Regions from separate parts of the Rattus norvegicus genome. Here region 1 is linked to region 2. The links are chromatin contacts, called in public Hi-C maps. All regions are on one chromosome and are shown on one strand. The core of a region is the stretch at or near the end of the contact, and the rest is flanking DNA. Distances in the headings are between cores, read along the strand shown.

What was found. A called contact is a pair of places that touch in the nucleus more often than the background predicts.
Region 1: a contact with region 2 is called in a Hi-C map of kidney, with 4 times the contacts expected there. The contact joins the enhancer-like site here to the promoter of Hfm1 in region 2. A contact is called at or near these places in 4 of 12 Hi-C or Micro-C datasets (the A7r5 cell line, Schwann cells, frontal cortex and 1 more).

The regions. Positions count from the first base shown.
Region 1 is chr14:3,131,334-3,135,637 of GRCr8, reverse strand. No RefSeq gene overlaps it. Among named protein-coding and RNA genes, the nearest start is that of Zfp644, 120 kb to the left of the region's middle. Within about 2 kb of position 1,582, at least 18 of the 93 cell types and tissues checked have an H3K27ac peak or open chromatin away from gene starts, as enhancers often do.
Region 2 is chr14:3,000,526-3,004,229 of GRCr8, reverse strand. It overlaps Hfm1 (helicase for meiosis 1), which reads right to left and starts at 1,639. Exons shown (of 39, transcript NM_001412564.1): 1 at 1,576-1,639.

The sequences.
Region 1 (4,304 bases), core at 333-2,832, 130 kb before region 2:
TCAGACAGAAGTTGTTGAAGGACTGGGGTAACTGCCATGCCCAGACAAAGACTTTGCAAAAATTCCCAGGTGTGATTGATACAGGGTATCTTTTTTAAAAGATACATTTTTAAAAAAGTTATTGAAAACAGTGATGTTTTGAGACTCTGCGTCATGGGTTGTGGCTCCACCCTGTGAGCCACCTCTGCACCTGTTCAGGACCACGTGGAGTATTGGGGGACCAGGATCCTCTCCCTGAGGCCACTGCAGTTCGCTCCCGTTCCTGATCCTGAATGCCAAGAGAGAGACACAACCCCAGCAGTGTAACCTGTGTCCTGCGTGCCTGAATCCCAACATTCAGAAAGCTGTGTGACATCATCATTGTCTTACCGCTGCCTCTCCAGGAAACTGCATCTAAAACCTGGCAGTTGATGAGTGCTGGAGTGGGGGTGGGGTGTTCCAGACATGGGAGGGAGGCTACTCAGGCTCCATCTACTCGACAAACAGCACTAACAGACACTGGGCTTTAACAAAACAGAGCACCTAAAGGAGATGGGGGAGGAGCTGGAGGCTGGGGCATGGGGACCGGATTTAATCAAAAGCACATTGTATACACACGTGAAATTCTCAACCCAACAGAACAAAAAACTCTCAGAGAGTAGAGCAAGAACCTTCTGTCAGGTACCTCACCCCAATGAATATCTGAGCCCTTGCTGTGTCTCCTGCACCATCCTGGGCCATGTATACACTAAATTAAGGAAAACCGATTTCTGTTTTGAAACATAGTTTCCCTTCAGAAGGGAGTAATGTCAGGTACATCTTTGGGTTTGCTGTAAGGAACTACAGCTCCCGACACCACCTTTTGTAACTGTTCTCTCTCTGCTGCCCTCGGTAGGTTACAGAGACAACCATCAAGACCACTACAATAGAATGCCTGCGTGGTTCAGAGATGTGCAGTAACTTACCCCAGGTCGCAGAGTGCTAAGTGGAGAGTCCAGGCTTTGAACTCTGGCACAAAGCCCACAGGCACGTTAAGACAGAGAGGCTGTGCTCCTGACACACATGCCTCCTGTCCCAAATGCAGGGGCAGTTTCACCAAGAACCGTTGGTGAAAGAGCCGCAGGGGTGAGGACAAAGAGGAAATGGGCTATAGATGGCGTGGGGCCAGGTCATCTGCCCTGAAGCACCAGGCTGCACACTCACAAACGTGGTGAAATGAGGGTGAACCTTGAAGGAGGAAGAGGCTCCTGGAACGGCTGAGGGGAAAGGTCTTGGGGGAAAACAGGGTGCTCTGCAAGGTGAATTCAAAGGATTGGAGGAATGCGAGCTTGGCTCAAGCACCTGATGTGCTCTGACGCTGCTGCGCTGAACAGAGCTGAGCCAGGAGGGAATGTGTGGGTATCGGGCCTCCGTGAGTCTCAGAGTCACAGGGACAGAAGCCAAAGCCGTGAAATAGACGTTTCTTGGCGAGCTAAGAGCGAGGGCAGCGGCAGCCAGACTTGAGCAAGATGAGGGTCCCGCGTGGGCCTCAGGCGCGGTCCGGGTGGAGAGCAGGCCACGCAGCGCCACCTGCCGGTGGCATCAGGCCATTGCGGTTATCGTGACGTGGCCTGCTGAAAACGAGGCTAGAGGGAAGCTGACATCATTTGCTATCAAGTCCTGACCTGCTCAGTTGGGGTTGAGGCATGACTTAACAGACACCAAATTCCAAAGGGGCCGAAATTTCCGAGTACTGTCAAGAACAGGACAAACGTTCTGAAAATCCTTAAAAGCTAGGTAAATTCAGAGAATTTCCAAAGAGAATTTCCAGAAATATTCCATGAGCCTAGAGACTAAAAGAGACCTTCTTTGTGGTTGTGGAGTTGCTTATTTTAAAAAAGAGGCAGACGTTAATTCATGTACCTAAGAACAGTAAAACAGCCAGTGTCATAAGATACGAAACACAGTCTCCTAAAGTGAGTATTTTGATGGTTTTTGTCTGATTATAAAGACGATGCCCGGAGGTAGGAGAATCAGAAGTTCAAGGTCAGCCACAGCTATGTAGCAGTTAGAAGCTATGTAGCTAGTCTGGGTTAGACTACACTAGAGCTTGTTTCCAAGAAAAGCCAATAAAAAATGCAAAGGTTTAAAATCACACATTAACAGAGAATGAGTCTCCACTTAGTTGACCCTCTTAGGTGACCCTCTAAGGCGTTTCCCAGCATTCACCCTCACACGGCTTTCTGGGGCCCGTTCTGCTCTTTGGCCAGCAGGTGGCAGCACGTCACTGTGTTGGGGGACCCAGGGAGGACTTGTCCCATCAGTTTTTTAATATCAGCCAACCTCTCAGTGGTTTTAAAACCTATGTTTAGAAGGAGCGAGTCAGATGTTATCCCCTGTGAGTTTCTGAGCCAGAAAACTGTTTGCTCCTGCAACTGAACAGCCAGAGGACTGCTGTGGAGGGTATGGCTGTGTATCCAGGACCTGGTCCACCTAGCATGGTTGTATTCTCTGGAGTACTATTTTCTTACTTTCCCCTTCCTGTATTTAGGCCAGCTTAGTCCTGGGGCCGGTCTTCCCTGGTGTTACAAAGTAACTGCAGCAGCACAGCCTTGCTTTCATTCCTCTTACTTTTCAGTGCTCCCAGCAACACAGAGCCTTTGGTTTCAGTGGCCTGGATTGAATCTTCAGTTCTTCAGTCTGTCCTTCCTTCCTTCCCTCCTTCCTTCCTCCCTTCCATCCTCCTTCCTTTCTTTCACCCATACCCCCCCCCCTTTATGAGATAGGACTTGCTTGAATAGCCCTGGCTTTCATGAAACTCACTCTGTAGACCAGGTTGCCCTCCAACTCAGAGACCCTCCTGCCTCTGCTTCACATTTGCTAGGATTAAAGGCATAGGCCACCACCACCAGATTATCTTTCTCTTTATTTTTTTCTTTTATTTTCCCCTTTCCTCCCTCCAAACCCTTCCATATGCCACTTATTATGAGGAGCCCACCAGAGATGACCGCTCACACATAGTTTATAGCCAACTGAAAGTCTTCATTCCAGTTATCCAGGCCCTACTCTGGTGTCTGGGACCTATGTGTGTCCCTGGGCATTTGGAGCGAGGGGCTTTTAAAGCCACTTCTCCTGGTATTATGCTCAACAGCTGCAGGAAGAGGTCTGCATGAGAGGCAGTTTAGTAAAAGCTAAATTAGCTGGAGCATCTTGACCTTGGGTTCTTAGAATAGATTTGGGTAATTTTCCATGGGATTCTCTATCAGGGAGATCAAATTCTAGTTAAGCCTGAAGTGGCCTCGGTAAGAATTGAAGATGGAGGAGCCTCTACACTGTCTTGCCTTGTTATACCCTCCTGCTCTCTTTCAAATTCACAGCCTCTTTTTTCATTAATATGCATATAAGTGTATGTATATACATACATATTCCTAAATATAACCTGTTCAGTTGTATGTTACTTGTCTTCAGGGATGACCAATTGGTATTGGATAACACCAATGGGTGTGCTCTTCCCTGGGGAAAATTATTTCTCCCATTCTCAGCATCCTTTAGTTGCCTTTAGTTCTTGTGAATGGCTGAGGCCTCCCCCATGTACTTAGACTTGCCTGTTGGTGTCATCTTCGTTCAGCTCAGACTTGAGCCATTTTGGTGGGACTCTATGTGTGTAGCTTCTGACATTATTCTCTGGCCCATGCAATCTTTCTGTTCCTTCTTCTGCAATGTTCCCTGAGCCTGTACCTGCGCATTCCCACTCCGCGTGGATCCGTGGGAGACCTGCGCTCCGGCTGTCTCTCTGACAGCCACTTTCTCACACTGTCCCCTTGGCTGGTTGTTACCTCGCCTGACACACACATCACGCCATGCTAGCCCCAGGCATTCTACAGCCGCCCTCTCCAGGCTGTCTCTCTGCCCTCCGGGAACTTTGCTCACATCCCCTGTAGCCCAGTAAAATCAAAGTTCTAGAAACTTGTAACTTATCAATCAGATTTATATGTTAAATTCTTAATCCACAATACATCCATACAATAAATTCACTGCCAATTAATGATGATATAAACTGCCCACCTAGACAAGATAAAATTGACCTAGTCCACCTGGATCTAGATCATCCTACTCCGTTGTCACCATCTTGATTTTTTCTCTTCTCCTCCTCCTCTCTCCTTCCTAGACGTTTTCCCCGCCTACCCTTCCTTCTCATCCAATGATAGGTTTTGCCTCATCCTGGACCCGCCTTGCTGCATAATGACATCATCCTACAAGCGTTTGTGCGTGTATCCATTTGGGCCTGGGCTCCACAATTCTGAGTTTTGATTGGTTGTAGTTTTCCTCAACGGTCTCTGTCTATC
Region 2 (3,704 bases), core at 390-2,889:
TCTAGCCTCCCCAGGACCAAGTGCCTCCCTCACACTGATGCCAAGCAAGGCAACCCTCTGCTATGTACGTATCGGGGCCGTGGATCAGCCCACCTATGCTCTTTGGTTGGTGGCTTAGTCCCTGGGGCTCTGAGGGGGTCTGGTTAGTTGATACTGTTGTTGTTCTTAATTTCTTAACCACTCAGTCACCAACAAAAAGAAATAGCAAAATTTAAAGCAAGTGAAGAATCTATAAATGTCTAAAATAATTTGACTACACGATAAACAAAAGCCAAGAAAAACAGAGCAGAAGGTAAGCAGGAATCATTCAGGAATACACGAGCAGAACTTTACACCTATTTACTCAAACAATTTCAGGATTTGAAAAGTTATCTGAAACATGCTAATCAATATTGTGTTTATTGTCCAGGAAGTTGCAAAATGTTTTCTGTCTAGATTGGGAACATTTTAATCAACAAAAGATTAATAAAATAAAAGTCATCAAACCATGTTTTTATAGCTCTGCTGCCTCAGAATGTAAGTGGATCTTAACACTAACATGTATGATCTAATTCTCCTTTCTAAAGGAAAGTAGAAAAAAGGCATGAAACAACAAATTAAAATTAAGTTTAAATGTTACACCATACAAAAAAGACCTATACACACAGTAACAAGAATATTTTTTTTCTCTTTCTTGTACAAAAGTTGGTGTAACTTTAGTTCGGAATAAAACTATCAGATATTTTAATTCTGATGTACTCCAATGGGGGGAAAAACTTTATCTAAAATTGTGCATTTCCCAGTCTTGTATTCTTTACAACACTTCTCTGTAATTGTTACTGTGTGTTTAGTCGTTTATCTTTCTCCCTGGAAAGCAAAAAAAATTATTTTTTTTCCTTCTTACTGTGTTTCAATAACCTGGGACAGTTCCTGGCATAGAGAAGATGATGAATAAAAATTCATTATGCATGAATGCACTAGCAATCAAGGTATAAAATAATTCTAAATTAAGACAATTTGAGTCAACTGATTTCCCCGGGTTGTTAAGTTTAAATTTTTTATTTTTATTTTTTTCTAGCTGAAGATTCATGTAGTCAGTCATGCCATGAAGATTCTAAAGGATGGTGAGTTTGGAACTTTCATGATGTAAATAAATCACTTAAAAAAATAGTCCCTAAAATAAACCTTGTTACATTTTAATGTAAGGTAATACATTTTTAAAGTTTTAGGTTTAGATATTCTCACAAAGTTCTTATTTCAGAGTCCCGTGGTTCTGCCCTGGGATGGTGGAAGCAGGAGGATCAATTTAAGGCCAGTCTCAGCTGAGGTCAGGTTGGGCTACAACCACAAAAAACATGTTTCACTGTGTAATACAGAAATACAGTGCAAAATTCACTAAAGAATATCACCTCAAGTACTTTTTGGAGTCCACAGTGAAACCTGTTTTGTGAGTACAGCTTATTGCTTGTAGAAGTAATAACACACCTTTCTGTAATTCTGACCGTATTTAGTACCACATTCTCTGTGATTTTTACTCGTTGTATGAAAGTATGGGATTGCGGGTTCCTTGTAATTTTTCTACATGTGAAAACATACTTAGTCAGACGCCAGTGGCTCCCAACAGTAATCCCTACACTTGAGAGGTGGAAGACGGAAGCCAGGCAGGGATAGCCTGGTCTACAGAGCCGGACCCTGTTGCAAACAAACAATGAATACTTATTTCAGAAGCGCAGACGTTCACGCATAACTGACTAGACAGAAACCTTTCCTCCGTGAAGACCCTGCGGGACCACGCACCCAAAGGAGCGCGAGGGAAGGACAGAGGCCTGGAGAACAGGCCGCACGGCATGCACGCCCTGAGGTGAGGGTCGGACAGGCCGCGCTCCGGGACAGAGACGCCGCGCACGCACACCCTCACCACGGCAGCCCCTCCCCCCAGCACCAGCTCGGCTAGCCTCAGGCCAAGCAACCTGACAGGAATGCGTGGAGCCGCTCGCCCGCTAGCCCGCCCGCAGGGGGCGCCGGAGGCCCAGCTGCCCCGCCCGGTGGTCCGTCCACGCGACCCCTCCCTCCAACATGTCCCTCCCCCGACGCGCCCCCTCCACTCACGTGCCCCTCTCCCCCCGCGCCCCTCCCCCGGCGCTCCTCCCTCACGCTCCCCCCATGTGCCCACTCCTCACTCACCTCACGCCTCCCTCACCTCACGCGCGCCACTCCCCCCACCTCACACCTCCCTTCGCGCACGCGCCCTCCTCCTCCCGGCCCCGCCAATGCCCACCGAGCCCCCGACGCGCCCACGCGAGGGGCGTGCGTCTGGCCCAGGCCGCAGCCACCTGGCCCGGGTCGCTGAGTCGAGCGCCGATTCCCCGGCCCTTCGAACGCCCCCCAAGCCTGACTTAGTCAAACGCCTAGGAATGGATCAGCAGCCCCCAGTCCCCTTCCCTGCCAACAGTTTCCTTCAAAGATGTGTGGTTGGTTTTGAACAGCGCCTCGCTAATCATTAAATAAATATCTTACCCTTGGGGGTCAGGGGTACCCGGGAGCTCCTCTACCGCCCGGAATTAGCTAGGCTGCAGCCCTGGGGCCCTCCATTTTCTTATTACCTCCATTTACTCATTGTCTTACTTAAAATGGCACCCATTAGGTCACTGGTAAGCGACACGACTGAGTTTAAGCATTTTATCCAGGTCAGGAAATACATCTGCTATAAATACTTGATATCGAATATCACGGTATTTCCAGAGCGTGCCCGTGCCTGGCCCCCAGCTCTTCTTCCTACACTCTATTTCCCTTAAGCAGACCCTGACATTGTGTTCGGTTGTCTAACGGTACAGTTAGAAGTGCATGTTTAAAAACTTTATAAAGATCTCCGCTGTATTTGAAACAATCTATTGTTATTTAGCGTAGATATAAAAAGAAGTATACAAAGTGCTTTTTTTCTATTGACTTCACTCTCAAGTGGCAGCTTTGGCCGCCATACAAGTCACCCGCACGGATAGCATAAAACACAGCAGCCTCGGAGCAGTTAATGTTTTATTTCCCACAACTGAGCATCCAAGCCACCATAGGCTCTGAATTTTCCCTTCCATGGAGATTGCCTGGCACACCACAGGTTCTAGCTTCTTGGCCTCTGACAGCGCTAAGCTCTGGGTGGTGCAGGGATGTCTAGCCCCAGAGGTAGGAATTATGATGTCAATGTGCTCACCTCTGTACACTGAGCAAGCACAGAGCTAAATAACCCCTTCAAGCCACAAAACTAGTGTTTGAGCCTCACTTGTACACAGCTCATCTCTGGTGAATTTTACTTCCTAAATAAGAAGAGTCCTCAGAACTTTCTTACCTATTTTCACTTCTGGGTTCTGCAATAGAGTAAAGTCCTCAGCCAAGTAAATAATTTAAACTCTTTTATTATACTTCGAGTTCTATAATAGTTAACTTTCTTAAGGTTAAAAAAAAATCAGAACCTGGAGAGATGGCTCAGTAGTTAGGAGCACTGGCTGCTCTTCCAGAGTGCTCATGCAATGGCTCATAACTGTCTGTGACTCCACTTCAGAGAATCTGGTGCCCTCTTCTGGTCTCTGCACATGATGCAGGGACATACGTGTAGGCAGAGAGCCCATGACATAAAATAATAAAATGAGAGAGTGGGCCTGGGCAGGGCCAGAGGATTCGTCTGCTCCTACTCCTCCTGCTGCTTCCTGTGAGCAAAACTGGGCAGGTAATGC